Linked DNA regions of Mus musculus: all the other regions are linked to region 4. Evidence: chromatin contacts called from public Hi-C and promoter capture Hi-C data. All regions are on one chromosome and are shown on one strand. The core of a region is the stretch at or near the end of the contact, and the rest is flanking DNA. Distances in the headings are between cores, read along the strand shown. Region 1 holds the start of Samhd1 (SAM domain and HD domain, 1). Region 2 holds the start of 5430405H02Rik (RIKEN cDNA 5430405H02 gene). Region 3 holds the start of Rpn2 (ribophorin II). Region 4 holds the start of Chmp4b (charged multivesicular body protein 4B). Region 5 holds the start of Rbl1 (RB transcriptional corepressor like 1). Region 6 holds the start of Manbal (mannosidase, beta A, lysosomal-like). Region 7 holds the start of Soga1 (suppressor of glucose, autophagy associated 1).

Region 1 (2,934 bases), core at 399-2,898, 2.5 Mb before region 4:
ACCACATTCTTGGCCTTTTCCAGAGTCTCACAGCCATTGTTGGACTACATGAACTAAATCCTGTATAAATCCCTTTTAAACACACACATAAATATTTACTCTAACATTTCTGTTCCTTTAGAGAGTACTGACTAAGGCAGATTTAGTAAGAGCATGGTCTTTTGCAGGAAGCCCAGTCTCTGTTGTTTCTTAGCTCCCAGCTTTTTTTTTTTTTAAGATTTATTTATTTATTTTATGTATATGACCATACTGTCCTTGACACAACACAAGAGGGCATAGGATCCAATTACAGATGATTGTGAGCCACCATATGGTTGCTGGGAATTGAACTCATGACCTTTGGAAGGACTGTCAGTGCTCTTAACCACTGAGCCATCTCTCCAGCCCTCTCTCCCAGCTTTTATACTTCACTTTCCTACATCTGAAATTCGTTAAATGAATGTTTGTAAAGCCTTTAGAACAGGGCCCTGATCACATCAGCACTGTTTGCTAAGAATATTTTGGTTCATCCGATTTCTAGTTTGTCTGTTGTTTGTTTGTTGCTGGGTAATGAACATCGGGCCTCGAGCTTGTTTTGTTTTTGGTTTTGTTTTTTCGAGACAGGGATTCACTGTGTAGCCCTGGCTGTCCTGGAACTCACTTTGTAGACCAGGCTAGCCTCAAACTCAGAAATCAGCCTGCCTCTGCCTCCCAAATGCTGGGATTAAAGGCGTGCGCCACCACACCCGGCTCTCAAGCTTGTATTTTATGCCTAAGCATCACTTACAGCTGTCGGGCTCACCACTAAACATCTCATTTGTACTGCCTGACGTTAAAATACCTAGATGTGTATGTGTCTTGGTTTCTGAAGAGGTGTCGTAAATTAGTGGTCGTTGTACTAGTAATGGGTGGATAAAGATTTATGGGGAAGTTTGGGGTCTGTCCCAAAATGGCTTAACGCCAAAAAAAAAAAAAAAAAAAAAAAAAAAAAAGAAAGCCTGCTATTTGGACACTGACTAGTAATTAGTAAAAATACTGTCTATTTGGAAATAATAGGGCGGTCTGCTGCCAACTAACTGTGAATGTGGAATCTAACAGGACAGTCCGACAACCAGCTGGCAATCACTTCAGGGTTTTCCAGTTGGGCCAGTCCCTTGTTTTCTGCTCTGGGATAGGAGTGGCAGCTTTGTTGCCTTATAGGGTTTTTTTGTTTTTTGTTTTTAATTTTATTTTAACAAGTTTACAGCTTGGGGTGTTTGAAACCTGGCAAAACGTATTTGTTTCAGGAAGATACCTGCAGTTCACCAGAAGACCTTTTTAATCTGGAGCGTGGTGAACCTTCCTTAGCCCCAGATGCCCTCTTTGGCCTTGTCCTCACTAAAGTCTCCACTCTTAACCACAACTCAGTTTTGCTTTTCTAATAACACCACCCTTTCGGAGAAACACAAGGGCGGAGTTGAGGGCGATCGCGTAGGCATTGCGCTTGCGCAATGGGCCGGGCGCGAGCGCCCCGGGGAGGCCACGCTCCCAGGGCTGATGTCCGGGGCGCCTGCGCAGTAGGCCTGGAGGCTGGCAAAACTGAATGGACTCACTTTTGGGGTGTGGTGTCAGTGCGGCTGCGCGCGAGCCGGTGCCGCGGTACTTAACTTCGCAGCCCCGGGTGTCGGAGGTAGCCATGCAGAGCGCACCCTTGGAGCAGCCAGCTAAGCGACCCCGCTGCGATGGCAGCCCAAGGACGCCACCGAGCACTCCTCCTGCAACAGCTAATCTGTCTGCAGACGACGACTTCCAAAACACCGACCTCCGAACCTGGGAACCGGAGGACGTGTGCTCCTTCTTAGAGAATCGTGGTTTCCGAGAGAAGAAAGTGCTGGACATCTTCAGAGGTAGCGGGCCTGAGGGACGAAGGATGGCCACCGTGGGGCCGAGCAGGGAGAGTCCACATGGGAGGCATCCTAAGGGGGAGGTCTCTGGGGGAAGCGGCTGGCGGGAACCCGCCGCTGGAGAAGGAGGCGCCCTGTCGGGATGCGAACACACGGGCTACCCGAGGTGGGCACAGGTGAAGTGCAAGCCCATCGGTTCACTCTGGGCGGCGAACCTAGTAGAGGCCCAGGGAGGTTTGGTAGAAGGGTCTTTTCGGGAACTTGTCACTTCTGCCAGGAGCGATCCCCGCCCTTCTTAGAAGATTTTACCCCAGACCTCCGGCTGTGGCTTGCGGTCTTTCAGGCTCACCTGGCTTGGGAGACCCTTTTGTGCTAACCGCAGCTCCCGGAACACTTGGCCCCATGAGAGATTTTGAGCGCTTTTAAGTTTAACTCTGAAGCTGGTCCCGGAATTTGGGGTTTTCCTTAAAGGGGAGGGAAGGTGCTTAATCTCTGGATTCTCACTGACTATCATAATAGCCTAGTAGGGTTCAGTATGTGCTCATTGTATTTGCAGAGTGCTACTAAGGGAATTTCTCTTCCAACATAAGAGCAAGTTATTCACTGAAACCCCAACATTCCACAACTTGGCCACTCAAGAATTTTAAGAATTTTAAGGGATGCTTCTGGTTCTTGGTCTTGCTCCCGTCAACACTTTGAATCTGCTCAACTTTTTTTTTTTTTTTTTTTTTTTTTTTTCTTGGTTGGTGGCTGTGAAGCTTAACCCCTTGCATGATCGATCCCCGGAGGTGTTCGCTTGGAAAGTGGCCCCTCCGTGGTTATGATTTTCAAATTCAGTGAACTTTACTTCTTGTGGGGTGGAGCCCCTTGTGCCTAACTGAAGGACTGACTTTAAGAAAGCTTTAAAAGGGGTTGCGGATTTAGCTCAGTGGTAGAGTGCTTAGCAAGCGCAAGGCCCTGGGTGCGGTCCTCAGCTCTGGGGGAAAAAAAAAAAAGAAAGAAAGCTTAAAAATAGGAACTCACGTTTCTCTTTTTCTCTCCCTCTACAGAAGAGTAACTTTGGGGGTGGGGG
Region 2 (2,700 bases), core at 6-2,505, 2.2 Mb before region 4:
TGTGCTTAGGCCTGTGCCAGCTCATCTAAGTTTCACCCAACAAAGAGCACTCAGGTTTGTGAACTGCCCTGGACTCCAGACACCAGTCCTTGGACCGGGGAAGATAAAAAATATGACACAGCAGTTCACAAAGACGACAGGTTTTGCAAGAGCTGGGCAGGGCTGGGGGCAGGCCAAGGGCACCTTCAGGAAGTACTCCCCCCCTCCATGGCGGAACTGAAGGGAGGGAAGCCCAATTTCAACAGTCCAAACAACGGAAGGAGTCCAAATATAGCATTCTTTTCAAACCATCTAGAATCGGGCTGAATGGTGACAGGCTTGAAGATCACAGAATGGAGCAATGATAGGAGGCGTCCAGGCTCAGATCCTCTGGAGATGACCAGCGAGTGCATCTTTAAGTCCCCAACCTCTTCTAACCCATGTCTAGCGACTTTCTTACTAACTCACACCCTCTTAAGGTGGTCTTAGAACCGGCTCTCGAATCTTAAAGCTCACAGGGCATGTCTTCTTTCTCATCTAAGCGAGCAAGGACAGAGCCACCCCTCGCAATGTGCAAAGTAAACGCACTTCAGGGATTCCGCACCCGGCACGTGCGCAGTCTTCAGAAGCGCTAACTACTCCGGATCCTGCGGAGCAAACGGCGGGGGATAGCAGGGGCTCCGCTCGCTCCACTACGCGCCGGCCCCCTTGGCACCCCGCTCCCTGCTCCCATGGCCGCGCCCGGCCGATTGGCCGGGGCGAGGGAGACCCGGGCCCGTCCTCCCTCGCCGGGCCTTCTGCACCTTGTCGTCCCAGGCCGCGTCGCTCCGCAGCACCTTGCTCCACACGGACACCTTGAGGGCCCCGTTGGCCAGCTGCGGCTGAGGCGGCTCCTCCTTCCGCCGCCCGCCGCTCATCCTCCCGTCGCGCCGCCCGAGCCGGGCGTGGGGCGCGCGGGCCAAGCCGAAGGGAGTCGGGGTCTGGGACCGCGGGACTCGGCGCGCGGGGCGGCAGCGGTAGTCCGGGCAGCGAGGGACAGTGGCCCGCCGAGGCTCTGCTCGCTCTGCCCAGCGGCCGGCTCGCTAAGCTCCACGGAGCAGGCGCCGCCGAGGGAGGGGCGGGGCCCTGATGACGTGCGCACGCAGCCAATCGGCGGCCACGCGGCGGTCGGCTCCGAAGCTCGGCGACGCCTCGACGCGAGCGTCCCCTCCGGTGGGCGGAAGTGACAGAAGCTTCCGGCGGACGCCAGGGGACGGTGAGCGAGAAGGGACAAGTGCGGCCCGGAGGCGATCTGTGCGCGAGGAGGCGCTGTGAAGACTGAGGCACAGCCCCTCCGAGGAAAGCCGAGATTGTACGTTTCCTTGCCGGCTGAGCCGCGGCTCGTCCCCCGGAGCGACACAAAGAAGAAGTGGCCTTGCATCCTGCTCCGCCTCCCGAGCCGGGTCCTTGGTCCCCGGAAGCCCTGGGCTGCCCCACTGGAGTTACCTTCTGTGCGTTCTCTCCTAAACCTACACGTTATTCACGACTTTGTTCATGACTATGGAAAACAAAACAAAAACAAAAACCAAACCAAAGTTCCCTCGCCTGGCGATGGTGCAAGCCTGTCTACCTGCTGGAGGATGGTAAGTCCCCGGTCACGACAACCTGTCTCAACGGGAAAAAAAACAATTCTGTGAACCCTAACGTCTCCTCTTGCTCAGCGTTCTCTTCTGAGATCCGAATGTGAAGCTGAGATCCCAAGAGAGAAATTCTTTCCTAAGGATGAGGCAAGTTGAAACCAGGGGAGAACCCCACTAGGGGGAATAGAAAAGTAGTAGGTGTCGGGCTAGCTACCCCGTCCTCACTGTGTGTTGTTAGCACTTCCCAGGATGTGTTTTGAAAGGACAGAAGGAGCAGCACCCCCTGCGAACTTGTACAAAGACACGTTGTGGTGTACACTGTGACTCGTCTGCAGTCCAAACCCGGGGAGGAATGTTAGGCTGGCCTGGCTACATTCCAAGATCCCGTGCCCCGTCTGACCTGGGTTACACAGCGAAGCTGGTCTAGCATACAGAGTGAGAGATGCTGCCTCAAACAGACAAATGAGCAAAATCAGTCCCATCCTCCAGATGGTGCCACACAGGATGTGCTATGCTAAGGGATATCACTAAAAAACAAAAGAAAAGAAAAACCCCCCAAGAATTGTTTATTATGTATACATCGTTCTGGCTGCATGTTTGCCTGCAGGCCAGAAGAGAGGTTACCAGATCACATTATAGATGGTTATGAGCTACCATGTGGTTGCTGGGAATTGAACTTAGAACCTCTGGAGGAGCAGCTAGTGTTCTTAATCTATGAGCCATCTCTCCAGCCCGGAACATCACTTTTATGCAGTGAGTTTATAAAGGCAAAGTAATTTGCCTGGAATCATTGAGTTAGTAGTTGGGTTTATTTTACTCTAAATCCGAGTTCTTTTCTTTTTAAAAATAATTATTTCATTCCATAGTATGGGTGTTTTGCCTGCAGTGTGTGTGTGTGTGTGTGTGTGTCTGTGTGTGCACCACTTTGTGTGCCTGCTGCCTAAGAGGGCGACATATCTCCTACAGATAGTTGGGCGCAGTCATTCAGGTGCTTGGAATTGATTTCTTTTTTAAAAGTTTATTTTATATGTGTGTGTATATATATATATATATGTGTGTGTGTGTGTGTGTGTGTGTGTATACACAAATATATATGTGTATA
Region 3 (2,708 bases), core at 149-2,648, 2.6 Mb before region 4:
AAGATGGTGAGTCTGAGCTGGAGCCCCAGCTTCATAGTAAGACCCTACCTATTCTGTGTGTATTGTGGTACATGCACATAAGTGTATGCCAGTGCACAGGCATGCAGAGGCCAGAGTAAACACAGGATGACTTCCTCTGATGTTCTATGCCTTCTTGCCTTGAGGCAGGGCCTTTTCACTGATCTAGAACCATTTTTGCTAGACTAGATGGTTACCTCTTGGGATCTGCTGGTCTCTGCCCTCCAATGCTGGGGTTACGTGCACAATGCAGCCAGCCATACCCAGTGCTAAGATTTGAACTCAGATCCACAAGTTGCACTGAACCAACTCCCAGCTCCCTAGACCCTATCTAAGTAAAGAAAAGAAAAAAGGTTCTTAAGTAGGTGCCCACTCCCTTGCCCTGAGACAAATAACTGAAACTCAAACTTAAGTTTCAATGCAAGTTCTGACTTTAGCCACTTTACCAACAAATAAAATAGTGACTTGAATACACTAAGATTCCCACCTATCCACTCAGAATCTACCAAGCATTGAGTTTTGCCCGGCACTGTTAAAAGCAAGCACAGAAATATCATTTAACACAACTCTTGCGAAGCAGATACCAGATGAGAAACTAAGCTGTTGAGTCCCTGGCTTCTGTTCTCACAATCAATACGTGGCCGGTTACAAGTCTGCACCCGTAATATCACTTCATACCCTAGGCTTTCAGCTCCCAGACAGACCTGTGAGTCTCCTGTCCCTGTCAGGGAAAAGGAACCTAGAAGTCGAAGAAAGTCTAGTGACATGCTCAAAAGCTTTCATGATGCCAGGGGTGGCTCTCTGTGACAGGCGTAGGCCGCTGGTACTACTCGAATGAATGGAGGAGGCCAGGCTCGGGCTCCGCGCTGCCCGGGCTCGCGCTCGGCCTTGCGGGGACCCGTAGTCCCACGTCGCACGCCCCGCCACCAACCCTTCGGGTCCCCAGCACTTCACCAGCTCGCAGCCTCCGCCACACGCTCGACCCCGAAAGCGCCCGTGCCCATGCCCCTGCCCCGTAGGGGAGGGGAACCGCGCCTAGCCGGCGCCCGTGTGGTCCGCACTAGCCTCCCGCGGGCGACGCCCCGCTCCCCAAAGCGTGTCGGCCGCGGGGCCCCACTATTGAGCCATGCGCAACGCCTCACCCGGCGGCGCCATTCCTCCGAGCAGGTCCCACCGGAGCCCGAGCAGGCAGACTTCCGCTCCGGGAAGTGGCTCCAAGAGCGCGCCGGAGGGGACGCCAGGGACCCGCGGCACACGCCACTTGCCAGAATGGGCTCCCGGCAAAGGTCAGTCGCGGCGGTCCCGCTTGGCAGGGCCGTGCCCGGCAGCCGCAGTGTGGGGCAGTTGAGTCGCGGCGTGCGAACCTCACTCACGGGTCCTGCTTGCCAAGCCGTCCTCTCCCCCGCGCCGGGACCCACTTGGAACCGACCGCCTCTCAACCGCCCTGCTCACGCCGCCACCGGGACCCGATTGGGCCGGGCCTTGGGGCGGGCCTAAGACGGGGCCACCTCTGATTGGCCAGTGACAGTGACTGGCCGGACGCGCTGTCACTCACGGTTCTCTCCCGCAGCCCGGCCAATTTTAAAAGGGTCCGGTTGGGAGGGGAGCGTTATCGTAACATTTGATTTTATCCACTTTGGGAAATTATGGTTAATGCATTACTTAGATTATTAATAATTGGCTGGTGAGTGAGGGTTTATCCAGTTTTCAAACCTGTGAGCTATACAGGTAACGGAGAGGAGCGTTTTAAAATGTTTGATTTTTTTTTTTTGAAAATTTCATACAATATATTTTGATCATATTCATTTCCTTCCCCCAACACCTTCCATATCCTCCCCCAACTCCCTACACACCCAACTCATGCTCTATTTTTCCTCTTTCTAAAGTAAAAAACAAACTAAGCATGGAGTCCTGCCCTGGAGAGTGGTTGATATACCCAGTCACTCCACTGAAGAAAACTGATTTTCCCTCTCCCAGCAGCTATCAGTTATGAATAGTTTTGGCTACAGTTGGGTCTTTTGTGCCCACTCCCCCTTCTCTGTGTTTTGTATGGCTTGAGCTTTTGTGGGTCTTGTGCATACTGACACAATCCCTGAAAAACTGCTTATTGGAAGCCGTTTATCACCCCTGGCTCTTAAACAATCCTTCTCCTCTTCCACATAGACCCACGCCCATGAGCCCTGAGGTAAAGGGGATGCTGTAGACATCCCATTTAGGGCTGAGTGTCCCAAGATCTCTTATTCTCTGTGTGTTGACCAGTTTTGGGTCTCCGTGTTAATTGCTGTCTACTCCAGGAAGGGTTGAGGGATGCGCTGGTCTGCAAATTTAACAGACTCAAAAATGGAAGCCAGAACTAATGTGTAGCTCTGATTACCGAGCTCACAATATAGGCAGAAAGAGTACTGAGCACCCTACATATGTTATCTTATTTACTCTTTATTATTATTCTGTGAAATGTTACTTTTAATACTTTAAAAGGAAGGAAATATTTCAGCCCTTGCGTTCTGATGACAGCCTAGATGTGTGCTAATTAACTATTGTGAACATGTAGAATTTTGCAATACAGCAATGCTGCTTCTCTTCAGTATCACTCCAGATATGTAGCGGGGAGTCGGACCACTCCTCCATACAGCAGTCACTAGCTCTCTGCAGTAATTTCTCTTTGAACTTAGTCCAATTAAGTAAAATTT
Region 4 (2,935 bases), core at 382-2,881:
ACGGCTAGTACCTTTTCTTTAAAGCAGACATTGTTTGATATCCCTCTATGAATCAGACTGGATGTCCTGGGTACTCAGAATTCCCTCAATGTTTGCTATGATATTGGCAGAGGAGCAGCCCTCAAGATAGGTTATCATTGTGATACAAAACAAGCTAATGTTTCCCATGTTAGTTAAGCCCCTACTAGTACTGGATATTATAAACACTCTTAGGAGGATAAATCCACTAAAGGTCACAGTCCCGGAAGAAATTTCCCTGGTAACCTTCTGGGTTAAATACTTGTTTGCATGATTCCTAAGCCAGCCCCCCCCCCCCACCTCTCTCTATCTCTCAACTTCGGCCCACTCTCAAGGGGTGACCTGTCACGCTATGATTCATGCTCACATTGTTGTAACAAAAACACACATGAGCATTTTGACTTTCTTTACAGTCATTCACACATTTTCACATCCATCTCACTGAAGAAAACTACAAGGTACTTCCTAGACAGTTTCGATTCCTAGACAGGAAGCAAAGAAGCTTTCAAGTTCCAATCAACAACAGGACTGGGTCAACAGAGGCAGAGTCCTCGTCATTTCTGGTTCAGGAGGAACGGGGAAGTGGTGAGTCACAAGAGGGTAAGGCTTACAACACGGAAGCTCTGAGAATCACAGGGTTATCGACATCTTAGGTCTTCCAGTGGCCAGCTCCTAGCCGGTGGATGTGGAACTCAAAACTTAACAAGTACACTCAACAAGTGAACAGACAGAGCGGGTCCCAGAGGGTCTCTTCACTCCCCAGTTCTCTTTTTTCTCCATAAAGGAAGCTTCTCAAGAAGACTCCTAAGTCAGGGGCAGAAGGCAGCTCAGACGTCACCAAGGGCTCAGGAGAGGACAGAGGTGGACCAAGAAACACATAAATGATAGGGTGGGGCAAAGAAATGAACCAAGGTGGGGGTAGAGGCAGTGGCTGGGAAGATGGGTGAGGCCAAAGAGAAAAGAATACAATGGAACAGAGTGGAACAGACTGAGCAAAGTTAAAGTGCTGTGAGATCTGGGTCAGAAGAGGCCTGCCAGGGTAGGGAGAGTTTGAAGGGAGTCTGATGATGCAAGTGAACCGGCTCAAGGAGACCCAGAAGGAGTCAGATGGAAAGGGATCCCCGGCTCGGCTGGACAACGAAAGAAGTCTGGCCGGAGAGTTCCAGAGTCGAGAGAGACCCCGAAACGAGTTAGACAAAGTGGAGTCCGGGCCTGGGGAGCCTTAGGAGAGCCAGTGGAGAGTCTGATGGGGCCCCAGCCGTCTCACCGCGTTTATTTTTGGTGCCGTGCTTCTTGGCAGCCGTCAGCTCCTGTTCGATTTTCTTCTCCAGGAACTCCTGCTTCTTGCTTAACATCTCCTCCGTGTCCCGAAGCCGCTGGATGGCCTCCTGGGGGGTCGGGCCGCCCTTGCCCGCCTTACCCCCTCCAGCCCCGAACAGCTTCCCGAACACCGACATGGTTGCTGCTCGCCGCGCCGGCCTCCGGCGCCCACTCCGGCTCGGCTCGGCTCGGCTCGGCTCGGCTCCCGCGCCCACTCCCGGCCTGCCGCTCCCCGCAGCCGCAGGCCTCGCCTCCACCTCCGCCCCGCAGCTGGGCCCGGCCGCGCCACCTCCCACAGGCCCCCACGCCCGGGCCCGGCCGGCGTCAGGGCAACGCGCCGCTGACTACAGCTCCCAGAGCACCACGCGCCCGCAGCCCCTCGAGTCTAAGGGAGGACCGCGCGCTGCAAGCCGGGAGTCTGAGTTTTCCGGCTCCTGGCGTACTATGGCGCATCTTTTTAGTCTCGCAGAGGTCAAAGGGCAATGTGGCATGCTGGAAAATGTAGTCTCTTTGGAATGTGTTCCGTAGAGATGAAAGACCAGGAAGAGAAGAAATAACTATTACAAAAAGAGGGGTTCGTTGTGCTGGTCCGTGATAGAACCCTGGACCTAATTCACAGCACGGGAAGTAATAGTGATAACAACATCACTCATTTTCTATGATCTCTGGAACATAGTACTTTACAATCATAATCACATTTGATTCTTAAAGCAGTTTACAACAGATAATGCTGTTCCTATTTTGTGTGTCTGTTTTGGAACCAGACTTTCATGTAGCCTAAGCTGGCCTTGAAGTTCCTAAGGATCAGAGGCTGGCCTGTCTCTGCCTCTGAAGTGTTGGATCTGTGCTGTTCCTAATTTATATGTCAGTGAATCAAGCCCAGGAAACTGGCTGTCTAACTAGCTTACTTTACCAGACCGGTCAGTTCTCTCTACTTGGATGAGCTGTCATTCTCTTTATTCACCTAAGAGACCTTCTGAAACCTAAAATAGACTAACCACCTTGGCAGTGTAATTCAACAGCAAAGCTTCAAAATCAGCCTCGAATATTCATTTAGATACTTACTTCCTCTTGCTTTCCAAAGCTGTAAATTTGAAATTGTCACAAGTCCTCTTAAAAGAGTTTGTAAGTGAGATAGGAATATAAAGGGCCCAGCTGACTACAGGCACTCAAATAAAGATGTGTGTTTTAAACAGGACTTGGCAATTCATGCCTATAATCTCACATCTTTTGAAAGGCTGAGATAAGAGGGCTGCCATGTGGTGGCACATGCCTTTAATCCCAGAGGCAAAGGCAGAGGCAGGTAGATTTCTGAGTTATAGGCCAGCCTAGTCTACAGACTGAGTTCCAGGACAGCCAGGGCTATACAGAGAAACCCTGACTTGAAAAAACCTCCTGAATGTAATTGTATTTCTGGCACTGAAAAAAAAAAAAGAAAGAAAGAAAGAAAGAAAGAAAGAAAGAAAGAAAAAGAAAAAACCTCCTGTCTGTTTGAGTTCTGACCTGCTTTCATGATGATCAATGATATGGAAGTATAAGCTCAGTAAACCATTTCCTCCCCGAGTTGCTTTGGTCACAATAATAGTAAGACACTCTA
Region 5 (2,908 bases), core at 119-2,618, 2.5 Mb before region 4:
TATCAGGACTCTTCCTTGAGCAGTACACCTTTGTATTTTAATTCAACGATTCCTTCCGATACGTCATGTAAGACAACACTCTACTACCTCCAAACTTGGTAGTCTCCACGAGGCCATACCCGCAGCAGTGGATTTTGTCCAAAACAAATTAATCATCATTAACATGTTAAAATCTCTGCTTTGAGTATACCATGAGGCTTTAGTGGGGCATAGGAACTCCTTCATAACTTGCCTTGACGTCCCTGTTTTCTTCTCTAGTGACTCCTTCATCCAAACAAGGACTACTCTGTAATTTTCAAACACACTGCCCCAAGTCCTTAGTGTAGAAGAGAAATAATCCAAATCAGGGAATACAGTGAAGGCAAACGATTCTATCCTACCATCCAACTCTCTTGGAAGAGCTGATCAATAAGTATGACAATTTCAGATAAGGTACAATGGAGACGATGAAATAGAAGTTAGGTGTCAGCTTATAGATGTACTGCTCAGTAATGGCCTGAGAAGGTTAAAATTAGACTTAAATGATGAAGAGCAAGGTATGCAAAGATATGCACAATAGCATTTTCACACACGGAGAAAAGCCTCCTGCGACTGAGAACTAGCTTGATATTCCCAAGGTTACGAGTTACCTGGTGCATCTGAATGCTATTATTTTTCTGTATTTTAAAGACAAAAAATGATCTCGTGCAGGATTCTGAGTGAAAACGATCAGGTTCTAGTTTAGGTTTTAAAAACACCTTTCAGGTAAGCGCGAGGACCATCTCTATTCCTGAAACGACTATTTACTGGGACAGTTTCCAGAATCCTGGGAGTGAGGCTGAGACCCGTCACCCCAAACCCTTGTCCCTGCATCCCTTTCTGGCGAGATTTGGGAGTCTCTGACGTGGCGCTTCTACGTGAAGAAGCCACTTTCGGCAGCTCCCGCCTCCACCTCCATCGAGGGTCAAAGCTCAGTGAGAGCGGGCTGGAGGCGCGCCGGGGAGCTGACAAACCTAGGGTCCACAGGACAGTGTCATGGAGAAGGCTTCCCACTAGCGTGAACGGACTCGCAGTCCCAAGTCACCCACACCAGGGAACCCGCGGTGGAGAGCGCGGGGCGCGAGCTACAGTCCCGGCAGCCTCAGCACCGGCTCGGATCCTTCCGCCCCGCTCTCTCACGTCCGTCCCCGCGGCCCGGAGCCCCGCAGCTGCCCACCCAGGGCCCGAGCTAGATCTCCGTTAGAGTCCGAGGTCCATCTTCTTATCCCATTCCGGGAGACGGGCTGCTGCGGGCTCCAGAGGAGAAAGGGACTTTTTGAGAAGAAAAGCGGAGGCAGACGATGAAGGGAAGGCGAGCTCAAGAAGGCGATTTTCGCGCGCTTTGTCGCGGGGGGTTGTGGGTAGCTCGCCGGGAGGGAAAAGAAAACCCCGAAGCCGGTCGCGCCGCCCGTCGGGCCGGAGGGGGATATGTTCGAGGACGAGCCCCACGCCGAGGGGGCGGCGGCGGTCGCCGCGGCCAGGGAGGCGCTGCAGGCCCTGTGCCAGGAACTGAACCTGGACGAGGGAAGCGCGGCCGAAGCCCTGGATGACTTCACGGCCATCCGCGGCAACTACAGCCTAGAGGTGAGCGGCGGCAGGTGGGCGGCGGCCCCGACCCTCGCCAGGCCCCACCCCCGGCCCGCCCCCGCCCCAAGCCTATCGGGCGGTGGGAGTTCCCCACCTACGAGGGTCTCCGAGGAGTGCGGGGAGGGAAGGGTGGGTGTAGCTCGGCCAACCCACCCATTTGGATTGAGGCGGGAAACCGAAGATCGGAAAGTGAGCCGCCGGTTCTGCGGGGGTTCCCTAGGCTCCCAACTTTCAAACTTGATTTCTGCGCGCCGCCCAGTGCCCCAAACGGCGCGGTGCTGCCGTTAAATCGATCAGACCTGATCCCGCGGTAAAATGAATTACTCATCGCTGCTCAGCCCTTTGATTATGTCTTCCCCAACTCGTTTGAAACACCACTGGATCCCCATTCCACAGAGGGAGAAAGTGGGGTCGGTAAGAAGTTAATTTAGCGCCCAAGGTGACGCAGTTTGCCATGCAACCTGGTACAGCAGTTTGAGCCCTTTAACTCCTCCATTCTTCCACCTAATCGAGTGTAGCAGTTAGTTCGTTTATACCATGCACTGTAGTTAGATAGATCAAAGTCAGCACACACAAAGCTCTTCTCAGCCCCACGTTCCTCTCTGCCAGGCCGTTGCTCTAACGATTGATGTGGTATCTGGCTCTGAATAAAATAAATGGTGCTTGTTATCATTATTAGGTATTCCCAGTAACACACACACATATGTTAATGATATATATGTGTGTGTGTGTGTGTGTATACATATATATATATATACCCAGGGGGTATCGAGACAGACTATTTCAGCATCTAACTGAGATGTACAAAAGCTTTCATTATACACATGGGCAGGATTCACATATAGGATTCCTCTGACTCAGACTGCCAGCGAAATAATTGCTGGTCAGGGAGTAGGAAATAGGGAGCAACTGTTGTACACATGTCTATACTCCTATGAGAGAAAAGTACCTGAGACTACACACACACACACACACACACACACACACACACATATATAAAATTTGTCTTTACAGCAGGACAGTGACTACTATACCTGTTTTCTTGGTGGTGTTACAGCTCAACATCCTTTTTTTTTTTTTTAGAGAATTAGAGTCACTCTAATATAGAAACCCAGATTGGTCATAAGCTTAGTGTAGAAGTAGACTTGTATTGGCATGTGTGTGGAATTCATGTCCATGCATTCAGCAGATCAAGAGTCTTTGGGGAAAATTACATTTGTCCTGAGCATGAACAGACTTGTCATTCCACAAACAATGTAATGTTATTTATATAGCATTTACATCAAGTAATCTAGAGATGATC
Region 6 (2,886 bases), core at 23-2,522, 2.7 Mb before region 4:
AGTAAACATTTACTACACACTATGGCTGTAACCTTGGCAATGTGAGGTTCAAAAACAAAACTACCACTTATTGATGTTTCAGCAAAGTTCCCATGGAGCCCTCAAATTTGCTATGCAGCCCAGAACAGTATAGGCATGCTCTGCCCCACCCCCAGACTTAGGATGCAAGGGATAAAAACCAAGGCTTTTACACGCTGGGTAAGCCCTCTTCCAACTCAGCCATATCACCAGCTCTGATTTTTAATTTTGATTTTTTTTTTTTCGAGACAGGGTTTCTCTGTGTAGCTTTGGTTGACTTGGAACTTATTCTGTAGACCAGGCTAGCCTCCAACCCACAGAGCTCCTCCAGGATGGCCAGGGCTGCACAGAGAAACCCTGTCTTGGAAAAACAACAAAAATTTTGTTCTCACCAAATAGCTTAGCAACTTTAGCCTAAGAATCTTCCTTTAAAAAAAAAAAAAAGGCTGTTTAAAATAGCACCTTTTTCAGCAAACCCCAAAGGCTATCATTACTACTCTTGTGCTGATATGAGGGTTACACAGGCAGCTGTCCTACGTGACTAATGAGGGGGTAGCGTATACAGAGGGATACGCCAAGCAAGACGATGACCTACGTGTAAAGCAGGAAGAGGTAAAACTTCATCGTGCTACTATCTTAGGGCCGGGAAGAACAGTTCTGGGGTCTGAACATGGGACTCAAGCACGCTGGGTGAGTCTCCACTACTGAGCTACTCAAAACACACAAATTCAAAGCCATGCGCGGTTTGTTTCTGGAGTCTTCCACTTTCTATTTCCAGGTGTCAGGTCACTGGAACCGCAGACACCGGGGAGGCTATCGCATTCCCCATCCCTTTCTCTGGCAGTTTTCTCTCAAGCACACACTGCAACTAAGCACTGATACGCTCCCGGCCTTCGCATCCTCCGCACAGGCCCAAGGGAGCCTTCTGCGGGGAAGGAAAGTGACCGGGAGAGGAAGATCGAGATGCCCGAGGTAACACAGCCATCCAGGGCACACCCGACAAGCCAAGCCCCGGCTGGTCCCGGCGCAGGGCAGGCTGGGCCCTGGCCCTGCACAACCCTCGCGAGGGCCCCAGTCTCCTCGGAACGCAGACTGCCTTTACAGATAACTGCCCTCCGCAACCCCGGAAGCCGCTGTAACCCGCAACGCCGCCCCGATCCCGCCCGCCGGGAAGCCTCGGCCGGGTTATCCGAGCCTCAATACTTACCTCCCGGAACGCCGCGCCGCCGCACCGGAAGTGATCCCTCGTGACCCGGAAGCGATGTGCTGGGAGCAGCAGCAGATTCCGCTCAGCGGGTTTTACCAGGTCCACCGCTTCCTCGCCGTCTTCCTCCTGCTCTCCCCTAATTAGACACCGAAGGTTGAAGCTTTAATGAATTTTTTATTTGATTTGAGACAGGGTCTCAACAGTGTAGCTCTGACTGGCCTCGAACTGGGGGCAATTCTCCTGATTACAGCCGGTCTCCCCCCAGTTTAGAACTCAGTTCTAAGTCTGAGCCAGAAATCTACAATATAAGGGGTAGGACAAACATTACCATGCTATAATTCAGACAAAAACAAATCACCATAATAAATTAAAAAGAGACCAGTGAACATCTCTGCTTCCATGGAGTTTATAGTCAGTAAGTCACATAATAGATAGGGAATCCTTAATGCGATAAATGTTTGGAAGGCAAAAATCAGCATTGAAATAAGTGCGGCAGACCAGTTAGGAATGGAGTTTAATGGGCAGTGATGTGATTGGTGCCTGATAGTCAAGCCTTCACAGTCTCCCACGCTGACCAATGTGACCCATAGAATTTTGGGGAAATACTGAGCTTGAGTTCCGAGATTAAGACAGAAAAACATTGTGACTTCCTCTTTCCTCGCTCTTGATCATTCCTGGGAAGTCCCGCAGAGTGAGATTCACGTGGGCAGTTATCAAGCCTCCAGCCAACGAACTCAGCTTGGCAGCCAGATAAACTATCTCTAGGTCAGCTGATGTGGCCCTGACCCCTAAATCCTTTAATTATGTGTGCCACGGGTGGGTATTGGTGTGGGTACGGGTGTGGCATATGCACTCACATGCATGTACCTATGGCTGCTGAGGCCAGAGTATATCACGTGTCTTGCTCTATTATAGTCCACCTTATTCCCTTGAGATAGGGAAAGCCGCAGGGATCCCGTATCCATCCTCTCCTCTCCTCTGCCTTGGACTGGCGTTAAAGATGTATGAGTGACCATGCCTGGCTTTTTACTTTGGGTCTTTGAGACCTTCATGTTTAGTCAATAAGCACTCTCACTCACTGAGCCATGCCCAGCCTCAAAATCAATTGTGTAGATGGATTTTGGGTTGTTTGGTTTTTTGTTTTTGTTTTTTCCTTTTTCTTTTCTACTTCTGAGGCAGAATCCTCAAGCGTGCTGCTCCAAACTCCTGCTGCTGTGAGGTCCTCCCAATGGTAGACATAGACGGTCATCGACAACCCAAGCCAAAACAAACTTGCAAAGTTTCTTCTATCGGAGCCTAACAGCAACAAACGAGTAACTAGGGACTGGAGAGAGGCTCAGTGGTTAAGTGTGTCTGCTGCTCTTCCAAAAGAACCTGGGCTTGGTTCCTAGCACCCACATAATGGCACAAAATCCTTTATAACACCAATGTCAGGAAACCAGAAGCTTTCTTCTGGTCTCTGTGTACCAAGCACACATGTGATACAAATACATACATGCAGACAAAACATTATATATATTATATATGTTATGTTATATTATATATACATACACACACACACACACACACACACACACACACACACATATATATGGTCTGGAGAGAACAAATATTTAATACAGGACTTGCCCTAAAAGTGCCCAATATGTATGGATAGATAA
Region 7 (2,727 bases), core at 29-2,528, 2.4 Mb before region 4:
CCTGCTTGTACTTCGAGGTGGATGGTGGGTCAATAAAAGAAAAAGGAGTAGACCTTGAACTAGTTGGCCATGATGTAGGTCAGGTTAGGAGAAAGGGGAGGAGCCAAAGTAAAGATGAGGGAAGAAGAGGAGGACGAGGAACCCATGGAAAAGAAGGGGGAAAAGAGAAGGGGAGAGAAAGACCGAGAAGGGTCTAAAGGAAGAAAAAGAGGCTGCATAGTGTGTGTGTGTGTGTGTGTGTGTGTGTGTGTGTGTACGAGCTACCTTCTGGGTGGCAAGAGACTGGGCAGCTACCATGCTGATGAGTGCCTTCCCAGGGCCAAAGAACTTACTATGGTTTAGGCACAGTGTGGAGAGGGCAGAGGTGAGGAAGGTGTAAGGGATTCTGAGAAATTAACTCTGATAGCCTGAATAGCTCAAGAGGAAAGAAACCATGCCCACCAATACTGGGGCCTTGGAGTCTGTGGTGGAGTCAATCTGACCCTGTTGGTATTCAGGGTCACAGTCCCATGCCAGCCCCTAACCGGCCTAGAACCTGCCCCCTAAGCACCTAACGGTCTGGCATCCTCAAGGCACAGCCTGAAGTTAATCGCAAAGACCATGAAATTGGGGTCGGGGAGACAAGACTATGCCCGGGTTCATAGGCAACTAGGGTGTGCAAGATCCAAGATGCACGCGGAACGCCACGGTTCCAATGGCAGCGGACAGATAGACGAGGCAAAAGGAGTCCAGCATACTCTGTAGGATCCATCCTGCTTCCTTCTCAGACCAAGAACCGACCGCGTGCCAGGTCGTGTTCAGTTTAAGGTTCTATAGGATGGGGTCGTTTGTCATGCCCAGTTAAAGGGGGCGGAGTTCGCGCAGGCTCAGCACCCACAAGGGGCGCGCGGCGCGGTGCTGGGTGTGCATGGATGCTGGCTCCGGCCCTTTGAGGTCCGCGGGGCCTCTGCCAGGGAATAGTCTCTCCTGTCGTCCACGAGGCCCCTACGGCGACGCCGGGCTTCCAGGCTCCTCGGCCGGGTGTGATCCCCCAGCCCGCAGAGGAGCGGCCGGCGGCCCGGAGCGGCGGGAGCGAGCCGAGGCCGCGGCTGCCCGGGCCCGCCTGACCCTCGAGGGGGTCGCTGTTGCCTCGCGGATCCCTCCCTCGCTCCCCGCTCGCGTCCCTCCCCGCTGCTCCCGCCGCGTCCGCCTTTTGTTCGCCGAGCCGCGCGCCCCCGAGCCGAGGCGGCGGGGCGGGGAGCTGGCGGGGCTGCGTGGGGGGCGGGCCGCGCCGGGCGGAGCCGGGGCCCTGGCCTCAGCCGGACTGGGAGTCCGAGGCGGCGATCGCCGAGCAGGCTGCAGTCGGGGTCCGGGCGCACTCCGGGGGCGCGGCGAGGCGGAGGGGGCGGGCACCGGGCGGAGCCGGAGTCGGAGTCGCGGCGCCTGGAGGAGATCGGGCCGCGCGCTGAGAGCACCGAGTGGCGGAGAGGCCGCGCGGCGCGGGGCAGGGCCCGAGCGCAGCCCCCGGACGCAGGAGACCGGAGCGCAGTCGCGGCCTGAGCGGCGGGAGCGCATCCGAGACCCGCCGCAGGGACACCCAAGCCGGCCACTCCCGGGCCATGCGCGCCGCTCGCTGAGACCCGGGGAGGCCGCGATGGAGACGCCAGCGGGAGAGTCATCGGCGCGGGGCTACGGCCCCCCGCCTGCGCCCGCGCCCGCCGCGGAGAGGAAGAAAAGCCACCGCGCGCCATCACCAGCCCGGCCCAAGGACGTGGCCGGCTGGTCTCTGGCCAAAGGCCGCCGCGGCACAGGCCCGGGCTCCGCTACAGCCTGTGGCACCGCGTCCTCGGCGAGGCCCGACAAGAAGGGGCGCGCGGTGGCTCCTGGTACCCGAGGCACGGGGCCTCGGGTGGCCGGGGTGCGCACGGGGGTCCGCGCCAAGGGTCGCCCTCGTCCCGGTACCGGGCCCCGCCCGCCGCCGCCGCCGCCCAGCCTCACGGACAGTAGCTCCGAGGTGTCGGACTGCGCGTCGGAGGAGGCGCGCCAGTTGGGCCTGGAGCTGGCGCTGAGCAGCGACGCCGAGTCTGCGGCGGGCGGCCCGGCGGGGACCCGCACCGGGCAGCCGCCCCAGCCAGCGCAGTCGGGGCAGCAGCCTCCGCGGCCTCCCGCCTCCCCGGATGAGCCGTCGGTGGCCGCATCGTCGGTGGGCAGCAGCCGCTTGCCACTCAGCGCCTCGCTAGCCTTCTCCGACCTCACCGAGGAGATGCTGGACTGTGGGCCCGGAGGCTTGGTGCGGGAGCTGGAAGAGCTGCGTTCCGAGAACGACTATCTCAAGGTGGGGACCTGGGGGGGATGGGGGAGGCGCAGGGGCGGGAGAGGACTGGTCATCCGGGCTCAAGAGTCCAGGGCGCTGACCAAGCAGGGAGAGTGCCCCACCTTCTCTTCCCACTTTTCCGGTGAGGAGGATTATGGATAAGACACCGAGTAAAGGACCCCAATGTGCACTTTCCCACCCGCGGTAAAACTGTTTTAGAGGACACGTTCTGATGGGTGAGTGGGGATAGTCAGCCAAGGCTGACCTTCCCCCCCTCTAACCTGCCCAGGACCCCGGTCCCAGATCAGCAGGCTTTCTCGGCTCTCTGTTCTGGAACCAATGTCCGTGTGTTAGGCTGCCAGGGAAACCGTGCTATCCCCTGGCAAGGAGAGGCAGAACACCATCCTAAGTCCTTACCCAGGGCTTCCCCGGCA

The links. Promoter capture Hi-C pulls out the DNA fragments that hold promoters and counts their contacts. A called contact is a pair of places that touch in the nucleus more often than the background predicts.
Region 1: a contact with region 4 is called in a promoter capture Hi-C map of liver, with 5 times the contacts expected there. The contact joins the promoter of Samhd1 here to the promoter of Chmp4b in region 4. A contact is called at or near these places in 3 of 39 promoter capture datasets (liver and pre-B cells) and 1 of 484 Hi-C or Micro-C datasets (B cells).
Region 2: a contact with region 4 is called in a promoter capture Hi-C map of liver, with 6 times the contacts expected there. The contact joins the promoter of 5430405H02Rik here to the promoter of Chmp4b in region 4. A contact is called at or near these places in 3 of 39 promoter capture datasets (liver and pre-B cells).
Region 3: a Hi-C map of pre-B cells shows a contact between it and region 4, with 5 times the contacts expected there. The contact joins the promoter of Rpn2 here to the promoter of Chmp4b in region 4. A contact is called at or near these places in 2 of 484 Hi-C or Micro-C datasets (B cells and pre-B cells).
Region 5: a contact with region 4 is called in a promoter capture Hi-C map of liver, with 6 times the contacts expected there. The contact joins the promoter of Rbl1 here to the promoter of Chmp4b in region 4. A contact is called at or near these places in 2 of 39 promoter capture datasets (liver and pre-B cells) and 2 of 115 datasets of contacts at active chromatin or transcription factors (bone marrow-derived dendritic cells and thymic regulatory T cells).
Region 6: a promoter capture Hi-C map of liver shows a contact between it and region 4, with 4 times the contacts expected there. The contact joins the promoter of Manbal here to the promoter of Chmp4b in region 4. A contact is called at or near these places in 2 of 39 promoter capture datasets (liver and pre-B cells).
Region 7: a promoter capture Hi-C map of liver shows a contact between it and region 4, with 4 times the contacts expected there. The contact joins the promoter of Soga1 here to the promoter of Chmp4b in region 4. A contact is called at or near these places in 3 of 39 promoter capture datasets (liver and pre-B cells).

What each region holds. Positions count from the first base shown.
Region 1 is chr2:157,133,810-157,136,743 of GRCm38.p6, reverse strand. It overlaps Samhd1 (SAM domain and HD domain, 1), which reads left to right and starts at 1,648. Exons shown (of 16, transcript NM_018851.4): 1 at 1,648-1,865. The coding sequence starts at 1,655.
Region 2 is chr2:156,861,500-156,864,199 of GRCm38.p6, reverse strand. It overlaps 5430405H02Rik (RIKEN cDNA 5430405H02 gene), which reads left to right and starts at 1,255. Exons shown (of 3, transcript NR_027914.1): 1 at 1,255-1,601. It overlaps Rab5if (RAB5 interacting factor), which reads right to left and starts at 1,078. Exons shown (of 4, transcript NM_026124.3): 1 at 783-1,078. The coding sequence starts at 896.
Region 3 is chr2:157,277,788-157,280,495 of GRCm38.p6, reverse strand. It overlaps Rpn2 (ribophorin II), which reads right to left and starts at 1,398. Exons shown (of 17, transcript NM_019642.4): 1 at 1,161-1,398. The coding sequence starts at 1,173. It overlaps Mroh8 (maestro heat-like repeat family member 8), which reads left to right and starts at 947. Exons shown (of 25, transcript NM_001039557.4): 1 at 947-1,304. The coding sequence starts at 1,021.
Region 4 is chr2:154,655,722-154,658,656 of GRCm38.p6, reverse strand. It overlaps Chmp4b (charged multivesicular body protein 4B), which reads right to left and starts at 1,631. Exons shown (of 5, transcript NM_029362.3): 1 at 1,286-1,631. The coding sequence starts at 1,475.
Region 5 is chr2:157,202,994-157,205,901 of GRCm38.p6, reverse strand. Rbl1 (RB transcriptional corepressor like 1) reads left to right here and starts at 1,368. Exons shown (of 22, transcript NM_011249.2): 1 at 1,368-1,602. The coding sequence starts at 1,447.
Region 6 is chr2:157,365,980-157,368,865 of GRCm38.p6, reverse strand. It overlaps Manbal (mannosidase, beta A, lysosomal-like), which reads right to left and starts at 1,272. Exons shown (of 3, transcript NM_026968.3): 1 at 1,226-1,272.
Region 7 is chr2:157,077,816-157,080,542 of GRCm38.p6, reverse strand. Soga1 (suppressor of glucose, autophagy associated 1) reads left to right here and starts at 1,278. Exons shown (of 15, transcript NM_001164663.1): 1 at 1,278-2,314. The coding sequence starts at 1,634. It also overlaps a transcript of Tldc2 not described here.